Regions from separate parts of the Sus scrofa genome. Here all the other regions are linked to region 3. The links are chromatin contacts, called in public Hi-C maps. All regions are on one chromosome and are shown on one strand. The core of a region is the stretch at or near the end of the contact, and the rest is flanking DNA. Distances in the headings are between cores, read along the strand shown. Region 1 has its middle 170 kb from the start of SCARB1. Region 2 has its middle 110 kb from the start of SCARB1. Region 3 holds the start of NCOR2 (nuclear receptor corepressor 2).

Evidence for each region. A called contact is a pair of places that touch in the nucleus more often than the background predicts.
Region 1: a contact with region 3 is called in a Hi-C map of liver, with 1.7 times the contacts expected there. The contact joins the enhancer-like site here to the promoter of NCOR2 in region 3. A contact is called at or near these places in 3 of 47 Hi-C or Micro-C datasets (embryonic fibroblasts and liver) and 2 of 2 datasets of contacts at active chromatin or transcription factors (alveolar macrophages and skeletal muscle).
Region 2: a contact with region 3 is called in a Hi-C map of embryonic fibroblasts, with 4 times the contacts expected there. The contact joins the enhancer-like site here to the promoter of NCOR2 in region 3. A contact is called at or near these places in 12 of 47 Hi-C or Micro-C datasets (embryonic fibroblasts, fibroblasts, heart right ventricle and 4 more) and 2 of 2 datasets of contacts at active chromatin or transcription factors (alveolar macrophages and skeletal muscle).

What each region holds. Positions count from the first base shown.
Region 1 is chr14:28,467,785-28,470,484 of Sscrofa11.1, forward strand. No RefSeq gene overlaps it. Among named protein-coding and RNA genes, the nearest start is that of SCARB1, 170 kb to the left of the region's middle. Within about 2 kb of position 1,262, at least 38 of the 83 cell types and tissues checked have an H3K27ac peak or open chromatin away from gene starts, as enhancers often do. A contact at or near this core is called in liver and skeletal muscle, where this site is marked.
Region 2 is chr14:28,406,144-28,408,843 of Sscrofa11.1, forward strand. No RefSeq gene overlaps it. Among named protein-coding and RNA genes, the nearest start is that of SCARB1, 110 kb to the left of the region's middle. Within about 2 kb of position 1,383, at least 23 of the 83 cell types and tissues checked have an H3K27ac peak or open chromatin away from gene starts, as enhancers often do. A contact at or near this core is called in alveolar macrophages and embryonic fibroblasts, where this site is marked.
Region 3 is chr14:28,641,334-28,644,033 of Sscrofa11.1, forward strand. It overlaps NCOR2 (nuclear receptor corepressor 2), which reads left to right and starts at 1,441. Exons shown (of 49, transcript NM_001044576.1): 1 at 1,441-1,452.

The sequences.
Region 1 (2,700 bases), core at 12-2,511, 170 kb before region 3:
CTGGCTCGCTGTCGTCAGGTTGGTGTGGTCGGCATCGTCTCTGCTGAGCTGAGGGTCCTTTGTGGGGCCTCTGAGATCTCGCCAGAGTGGCTGCAATCTCCAGACTCAGACTCGCCGCTAACCCTGCCCTCCACACACCATCACTGGGCCCTTCCCTCCCAGTGTGCTGGGCGACTCACCTTTCCTTTACAACACAGAGAAAGAGAAATACTGATCCTATGTACCAGGTACCACGCAAAGCCCTGGGTAGCTTCCCAAATGCAATCAGAAACGAATCCCAGAGTCTCAAAGAGAGAAACATCAGCTCCATGAGGGGCAGGGATGTTGTCGGTCTTGTTCCCGGCTGCCTCCCTGATGCCTGGAACAGAATGGCCCGTAGCAACTGCTTGTTGAATGACTGAACCATAGCATATGAGCCTTTGCAATTGGCAGTGTCACAAAAGGAGCTTCTGAGATTATCCTTCCTTTTGGGGGTGAGGCATCTAAGCGGCCGCAAGTGGAAGGAATTGGCCAGCGTCGCACGGCTGTTCAGGGCGGGGTCAGCCGCAGAACTTGGGCCTCTTCTGGCCCCAGCCAAGGAACAAAACCCTCTCTCTCTTTATCTCCACTCCAGCATTGCCGCTTGTGCTTTTACACACAGTGGATTTTCAGAGCCTGTGGTTGACGTCCAACAAATAAATAGATGGGTGGAGAAAAAATACCTCTTGTAACAATGTCAGCAAAGCTCTTCAAGGCCACTCTGGGGGGCTTACTCCTTGCAAAGGGGCCTCACCTCTTCTTTCAGAATGAGCTTCTTACTGGAATCCAGGCAGCATGGAGGACTTGCTCCTGGAAGGGTATTTCGACATTCATCAAACGTAGTTATTTCCTCAAGTAAAATATTTAAACAGAGCTTCAAGGAATCCAACAAAAGAAAATGAGTTTTAGGGGAAATACACACACACACACACACACACACACACACACAGGCACACACACACTGACACACAAACCAAATTCTTTCCTCAAAACATAAGCTGGAAGGATTTTATCTGCTCTCAGAGGGAAAACTCGAGAGGTTTAATTTAAAACTTGGGCGGGCTCATGGCTTTTCAATGGAGTGATTGTTCCATAGTGAGGGCATGAGATAATACGAAAACGTTTTCCAGCCCCGTGTTTGGTTTGGCTTCAGAAATGCAAACTGGCGTTCTTCTGAGAGGCCCCGTTTCCGGGGCCCATGTGTGGCTCAACTGCTGTATCTCTGCAGGTCAGAGACCAGATTTGCAATAACATTTTTGCAATCCGAGACTTTCAAGGGAATGCAGGCGAAGTGATTGCCCTGTGCTTGTGTGCAGAGTGGGGACAAGGAGCGGTTACCTAACCTGGGGGCTTGGCACCCAGCCCCCAGTTGCCCAGAACCTCCCCGTTTGTGTGAAATACAGGCAGAACAAGATTTCAGAATAATCTGCCCTTATCTGGCCACCTCAGGGCACGCCACATCTTTTGACCCTTCAGGGTTCATAACTCTCCCACTGTCTTTGTCGACCCACTAGACAAAGGGAGATCCAAAAACATTTCAGAAACTCAGCCTGCATCAGCCCAGCTGCCCCTGGGATTCTTTCCGTGTGGATCTGGGGTGGGGGTGGGGGTTCAGAGGGGTGGAAATGTGTCCGACCAGAGGGCAAATGCTGATAACCGTTGTCCCCCTCTGCTTTACTGCTCCCGCTTTGCTTTGAGCTATCTTGGGAATATGCTTATTTTCGGAGAACAGGGCTTCCCAGAGTCAAGTTCAGGGTACAGCGTATCCAGGTAGGACGTTTGGGTGGCTGTTGATTTGGGAGTGACAGGCACTTTGGGGGAAGCCTCTGATATATGGGGGGAGGAGGGGTTGGGCAGGAAGGCAGCTTTGGAGTTGAACTGCCACCCCAGGGGGTCTCCCCATGACATCTTGCATTCCAGGGTGGGGACAGACTGGGGGGGGCAGGTGAGGTCTTTTCTCAGGGAGCCCCCCCCCACCGCCCCCTCTCCAGAAGCTACTTGTTTTCCTTTCTGCAGATAAATGTTGAGTCTAGAGACCTAGGGACCTCCCAGGTCTTTCTCTAATCATGAACTCTCCCCCAAGCCCACCCTCAACTCAGCTGGGACTGGCACTCACTTAGCCTCCAGCCCTCACCCACCAAAACCCATCCTTGGAGTTCCCGTTGTGGCTCAGCAGTAACAAACCAGATTAGTATCCATGAAGATGTGGATTCGATCCCTGGCCTCACTCAGTGGGTTAAGGATCTGGCGTTGCCCTGAGCTGTGGTGTACTTTGCAGACACGGCTTGGATCCTGAGTTGCTGTGGCTGTGGTGTAGGCCAGCAGCTGCAGCTCCGATTCTACCCCTAGCCTGGGAACTTCCCTATGCCGCAGGAGTGGTCGTTAAAAAGAAAAAAGAAAAAAAAAAAAAAGCATTCTTGACCCTGACCTTAACCTCCTGGGAGGTCTGGGCAGCTGGAGGTGAGGTCTGATTCTTAGGAGGGCTGCCAAAGGGTTTTCTTAGCCCCTGGGGTCCCCTGATTCCCCTGCCTTCCTCAGCAATTCCTGCATCACCCAGCAGTGCTCACAGAAACTCCCACTGGTCAAACCCTCCCTGTCCTAGTTTCCTGAGGCTGCCATTGCTAATTAACAAAGCAGGTGGTTTAAAAAACAGCAGAAATATCTTCTCTCAAAGTCCTGGAG
Region 2 (2,700 bases), core at 133-2,632, 240 kb before region 3:
AGCAGGTTGGCAGATACCATCAGCGGGGGGCACACGGGGATGGGGGAGCCCCTCCCTTTGGAGGAGGCAGCAGGCCGATGGTGGCAATCGTGAACATTTTAGGACAGGTCACCCCAAGCTGCCCATAATGATGTCAGTAACAGCCAGGCCTCGGGCAGAAGCCAGTATTGGCTTTGCCTGTGGAGTGGGTATTGCAGAGCTGATACAAGACACATAGGCACCAAGTTGGGGAGGAAGGCCCCACACAGCTCAGAAAACCTCAAGGTGGAAAGCTTTCCATTCAAGCCCCTTCAATACCTAAGTCAGGAACCTGGTAAAAGGAGGACGTGGGGAATTTCTGAGAGGATGCCAACATTTCCAGTGCCTCGCATAACATTTCGTGTGCTCAGTGCCTGCCTTGTCTTAGGCCTTTCAGTCCCTACAAATTCCTACCACAAGGAAGAATTCACCCCAAATTACAGATGAGGAAACCAAGGCTCAGAGAGGTTGAGTGGGCTGGCAAAAGTTGCACAGTTAGGCAGCGAGGCAGCTGGGATTCGAACCCAGGTCTTCTGCCCCCAAATCCTATGCTCATCTCTCATGATATTCTTGGGAACAGGAGGAAAATAGAGGCAAAACAGTCCTGGGCCCCCATCTACTCTCCTGGACAATCCAGCCAAGGCTATTTTTTTAAAAATGATTTTTGCCCTGGTGACCGAGAAGAGCTGTCACCTGCTGAACGCTCTACCTGGACACTCTCATTCCATGATCACAGTGCCCCGCAGAGGCCCATTATACAGAAGAAGCCATCAAGGCTCAGGGAGGTGAACTGACTTAGCCAGACGGCCAGCTAGCATCGGGTGTCTTTGTGGAACCAACTTGGCATTGAGCCCTGGGGGCAAAAGGAGGTACTGGGGGCAGGTACAGGGTCAATGAGGTTCAGGCACATGTTCCCTGGGGCCCATTGGGAGGGAGCTGCCATGGCTGTGTCTCTGGCTGTGACCCCGGGCAGGGTAAGTTCTAGGGTAAGTCCAGGCCCCTGTGAGTTCATCTCCCAGGAGAGAGGAATGGCCGCGGACCAGACCAGAGGGTGTACACCAGTGGCCCATAGACATGTTGACTTTGGCTTATGCAGTGGTTAAAGGGGGAAAAAATCCTGAATTAGTGGCCAATATTGAAAAAAATCAAAGGATTTCTTGGAAAAATCAGCGTTACAGCTACTTTTGCAAAATCTAAGGATCTGGCCACACTGATCCCTCATGCTTGCCTGGCAGCTGTCCCCCCACCCCCCACTGTCCCCAGGGGTCTTTGCTGCTCCAAACAGAGATGTCTAGTCTCTGTGTCATGGCCCAGGCCAGCCATGCTCGATTAATGCTGACGTGCCTTGGTGGCATCTGGGCCCACAACTTTGCACAGAAAGGGTGAGTCACTTGCCTCTGGGAACGGACTTCTAGAAGCTCACAGAGGGCTGTCTGGGATGTGGGAAGACATTCTGAGGAGTGCATCAGGGGTGCCTGGACCTGCAGCCTGCAGCCCCTCATTTCCATTCTGCTGCCACCCAGAAAGCCACCGCTCAACTCTCCATGTTTTATCTGGAGACGCAGCATTGAACGGGGCGGGGGTGGGGTGGGGTGCGGGGAGCAAACCAGACTGAGATGAGGAGACAGAGATAGTGGTCGCCATGGTGAGCCTGGCCCTCCCCCTCCCCCCAAGGTGCCCACTTCCGGAACCTGAGAGCACGTGACCTCACCCGGCAGAAGGGGCCTTGCGGATGTGATGCCCTTAAGGGGCCAGTCTCCTGGATTTTCTGGGAGGGGTGCCCGGTGTGATCACAAGGAGAGTCAGAGTCAGAGAAAAGGTATGAGGATGGCAGCAGAGGTCAGGGAGCCTTGTCCTTTGAAAACAGAGGAAGGGACCACGAGCCGAGGAATGGATGTGGTCACTAGAAGCCAGCAAAGACAAGGAACAGTTTCTGCCTCCTTAGGGGAAGCAGTCCTACCCACGCTTTGATTTTGCTTCTGACCTTCAGAACTGCAAGAGCAGAAACGTGTTACCTTAAACCTAGAGATTGGCGGTAATTGGTTACAGCGGCCCTGGGATGACAGTGCTGCTGACAGCCAAGCCACATAGCTATGCAGCTACGTCAAGGCCCTGACCTCGTAGATGTGCCTCTCTCTCCAGGGAGGCATTTACTCTCAATAATCTGATGAAGGAGGCATTACTATTATTATTATTATTATCTTATTTAGGGCTGCACCTGCAGCGTATGGAAGTTCCCAGGCTAGGGGTTCACATTGGAGCTGTAGCTGCTAGCCTACACCACAGCCACAGCAAGACAGGTTCCAAGCTGAGTCTGTGACATACATCACAGCTCAGAGCAATGCTGGATTCTTAACCCACTGAGCAAGGCCAGGAATAAAACCTGCATCCTTGTGGATACTGACTGGGTTGTTACTGCTGAGCCACAATGGAAACTTGCCTTTTTTTTGGGGGGGGTGTCTTTTTAGGGCCACACCCACGGCATATGGAAGTTCCCAGGCTAGGGGTCAAATCAAAGCTGTAGCCACTGGCCTATGCCACAGCCACAGCAAGTCGGGGTCTGAGCCGCGTCTGCGACCTACAGCAGAGCTCACGGCAACGCCAGATCCTAAACCCACTGACTGAGGCCAGGGATGGAACTTGTGTCCTCATGGATGCTAGTTGAGTTCATAAACTGCTGAG
Region 3 (2,700 bases), core at 191-2,690:
GGTGCGGCGTGGCCCGGCTGCCTGGCCAAGGGAGGGCGATCGGGGCCATGGATTGCAGGAAGGCTGGGACCTGTGCTGGGGACCCCATTTGGGGGCTGATGAATTCATGTTCTGGAGCCGCCTGTTCTGCCCTGGCCGCCGGGCGATCACCAGGGGACAGTGACCCGATGCCTTATCAGAGTTGCTGAAGCCCCGGAAAGAGTGCTGGGTGGGTGGGTGGCCCTGAAGGGATAGTGCTTCTCAACTGTGGTCCCGGGGGTGTCGGGGGGCGGGTGGGAGGAAACAATGCTGTTTTCTCAGAGTCCCTGTGCCCAGTCCCTGTGGAAGAGTGGGCAGCATCAGAGATCCGGTGCTCCTGTGTCTGTTCATCAGTGTTGGCCCCAGGACTGAAAGGCTGGGACTTTGGGGGGCGGCCGCCTTGGTGGCCATGGAGCAGGGGAGGGGGCCAGGTGCAGGCATTGCAGCGGCTGCCCTGGCGCCCGGCTCCCACCGTGGTGGCGTTTGGCTGGGTGCCCATGTCTGGTTTGAAATCAGCGCCACCGGCCTGGGCTTGCCCAGGGACCTGGCAGCGAGGAGCCGGGATAAACACTGGAAAGTTGGAAGGGCTTCTCAAGCTCACAAGGAGCCTTCAGTTGTGAGCGGAGGGGATGAGGGAGCGATTTGTCCTGAGGTCTGGGTGCGCCGGGGCGTCTGGGAGACGTCTCATGGGGCGCCCAGGCCGGGGAGCGCTGGAGCGCTGGTTCCCAAACGGCATGGCTCGGTTGCCATGGATCCTGGTTTGAATCCCGGTTCCGTTCCTTTTTATGCTGGGTCTCACCTGTTCAAGCCTCAGTTTCCTTGTCTGTCAAACAGAGCAGCCGTGGAGGCGTGAGGACAGGGCGAGGGAGGGATGCGGCCTCCGGGGTTCACATCCTGGACTGCATGACCTTGGACAAGTCACGTCACATCTCCGAGCCTCAGTTTTCCCATCTGGCAAATGGATGCTCCCTATGCCTCCACCTCTGAGTTGTTGACTGACTGAAGGGGGCTAATAATGGTCCCTGCCCCACCTCTCATGAGCAGGTGACCTGGGGTGGGTCATGGAATCCCATGGAACTTCCCTTCTCTTGTCCATTAGGGGAGAGCTGCCACAGATGTGCCTTGGGGAAAACAGAAACCACCCTGCAGGGGCCTCGAGTGGGCTGGTGTACATCAGTGTAGACCATAAGCTTGCATTTAAGTTAGTTATATCTTGGTCTCTGTCGAGTTTTCTTTTCTTCCCTGGAGAAAGCCCTCCCATTTCATAGATGGGAACCCCACATCTAGGGATAGTGTGGGATCAGGAGTGTCCCTCCCCAGCCCCAGGCTCAGTCTGAATTTGGACCTGGACTGGAGTGCCCGGTGCACCCCCACTGCATGCCTGTTCCGCCTCGTTTCCCACTGACCCTGGGCCAGGCACCCTGCCGGTGCCTGGTGTGGCCTGCGGGCAGGGTGTGCAGGGCTGGCTCCCCTGCCGAGGGTGGCAGCGGTCCTGTGTGTTTGTAAGTGACACCGGATGCTGGGCCGGTGGCTGGCTCGGGGCCTCCCTCTCGGGCCAGGAGGAGCCAGAGGGGAATGCCCAGGGTGTCCAGGCTGCCCGTGCCAGCTGCCTGCTGTCCACTTGTCCTCAGACCTCTCCTGGGGACCTTGGGAAAGGCCTGTATAGCAGGGGACACCATGAATGTCCTCTTGTTGCCCCTAAGCCCTTGGTGCCCAGCTGGGTCAGCTACAGAGCTGTGTTGTGACCCCCCTCTGCCCTGCCCTGAGGGTCTTGGGGACTGGGTTCCTCAACCATTGAGAAAGACAGTCCTGTGTGATGGCTTGGACCAGAGGTCACCTAAGAGACCCTTGTGGTGGAACTGTCCTGCATCAGTGGCAGTGGCCACAGGAATGTGCACTGAGATAAAAGCACGTAGATCCACACACACACACACATAAGTACATATATGCGATAAAAGTGGGTAGATTTACACACACACACACATACACACACACTCAAGTACATGTATGAGATAAAAGTACATAGATCTACTCTCACACACACACACACTCAAGTGCACATAAACTCTGAGATCTAAATAAGGCCAACTGTATCACTGTCAGTTTCAAGGATGATACCATTGGGGGGAGCTGGCTAAAGGGTACTCAGAATCCAGCTATATTACTTCTTACAGCTGCATGGGAATCTACAGTGATCTAAAAAGAATGTACAAGCTCAGGGGCCTGGCTGTTCTAGCTTTGAGTCCCAGTGTGAGTTACAGCAGGTGGCTTAACCCTGCTGAGCCTCAGTCTCCTCATCTGTGGAAGCAGGGTAGTGATTGATGCCTGGTAGGGCTCGCTTGAAGATGAGCTGAGCTGATTCATGCTAAGTGCTTAGGAAGGTGCCACGTGTCGGGGGTGCTGTCCCTGGTATTATCACCCTTGATGTGATTGCTGTGGTTTGCCTGGCACGATCTCATTTCATACCTGAATCAGCCACAGGAAGGGAGAGTGCTGTAGGATCCCCACTTCTCAGTTGAGGAAACTGAGGCTTGTGTCAGGTGACCCACCTGAGCAGCACACAGTTTGGAAGGGCCGGGACTGGGACTCAGGCCCCAAGCCAGAGCCTGTGGGTGGAGGTTCTTTAGCTGGGTGACCCTGGAGAGGTTACTTGCCCTCTCTGAGCCTGTCTTCTCCTCCTTC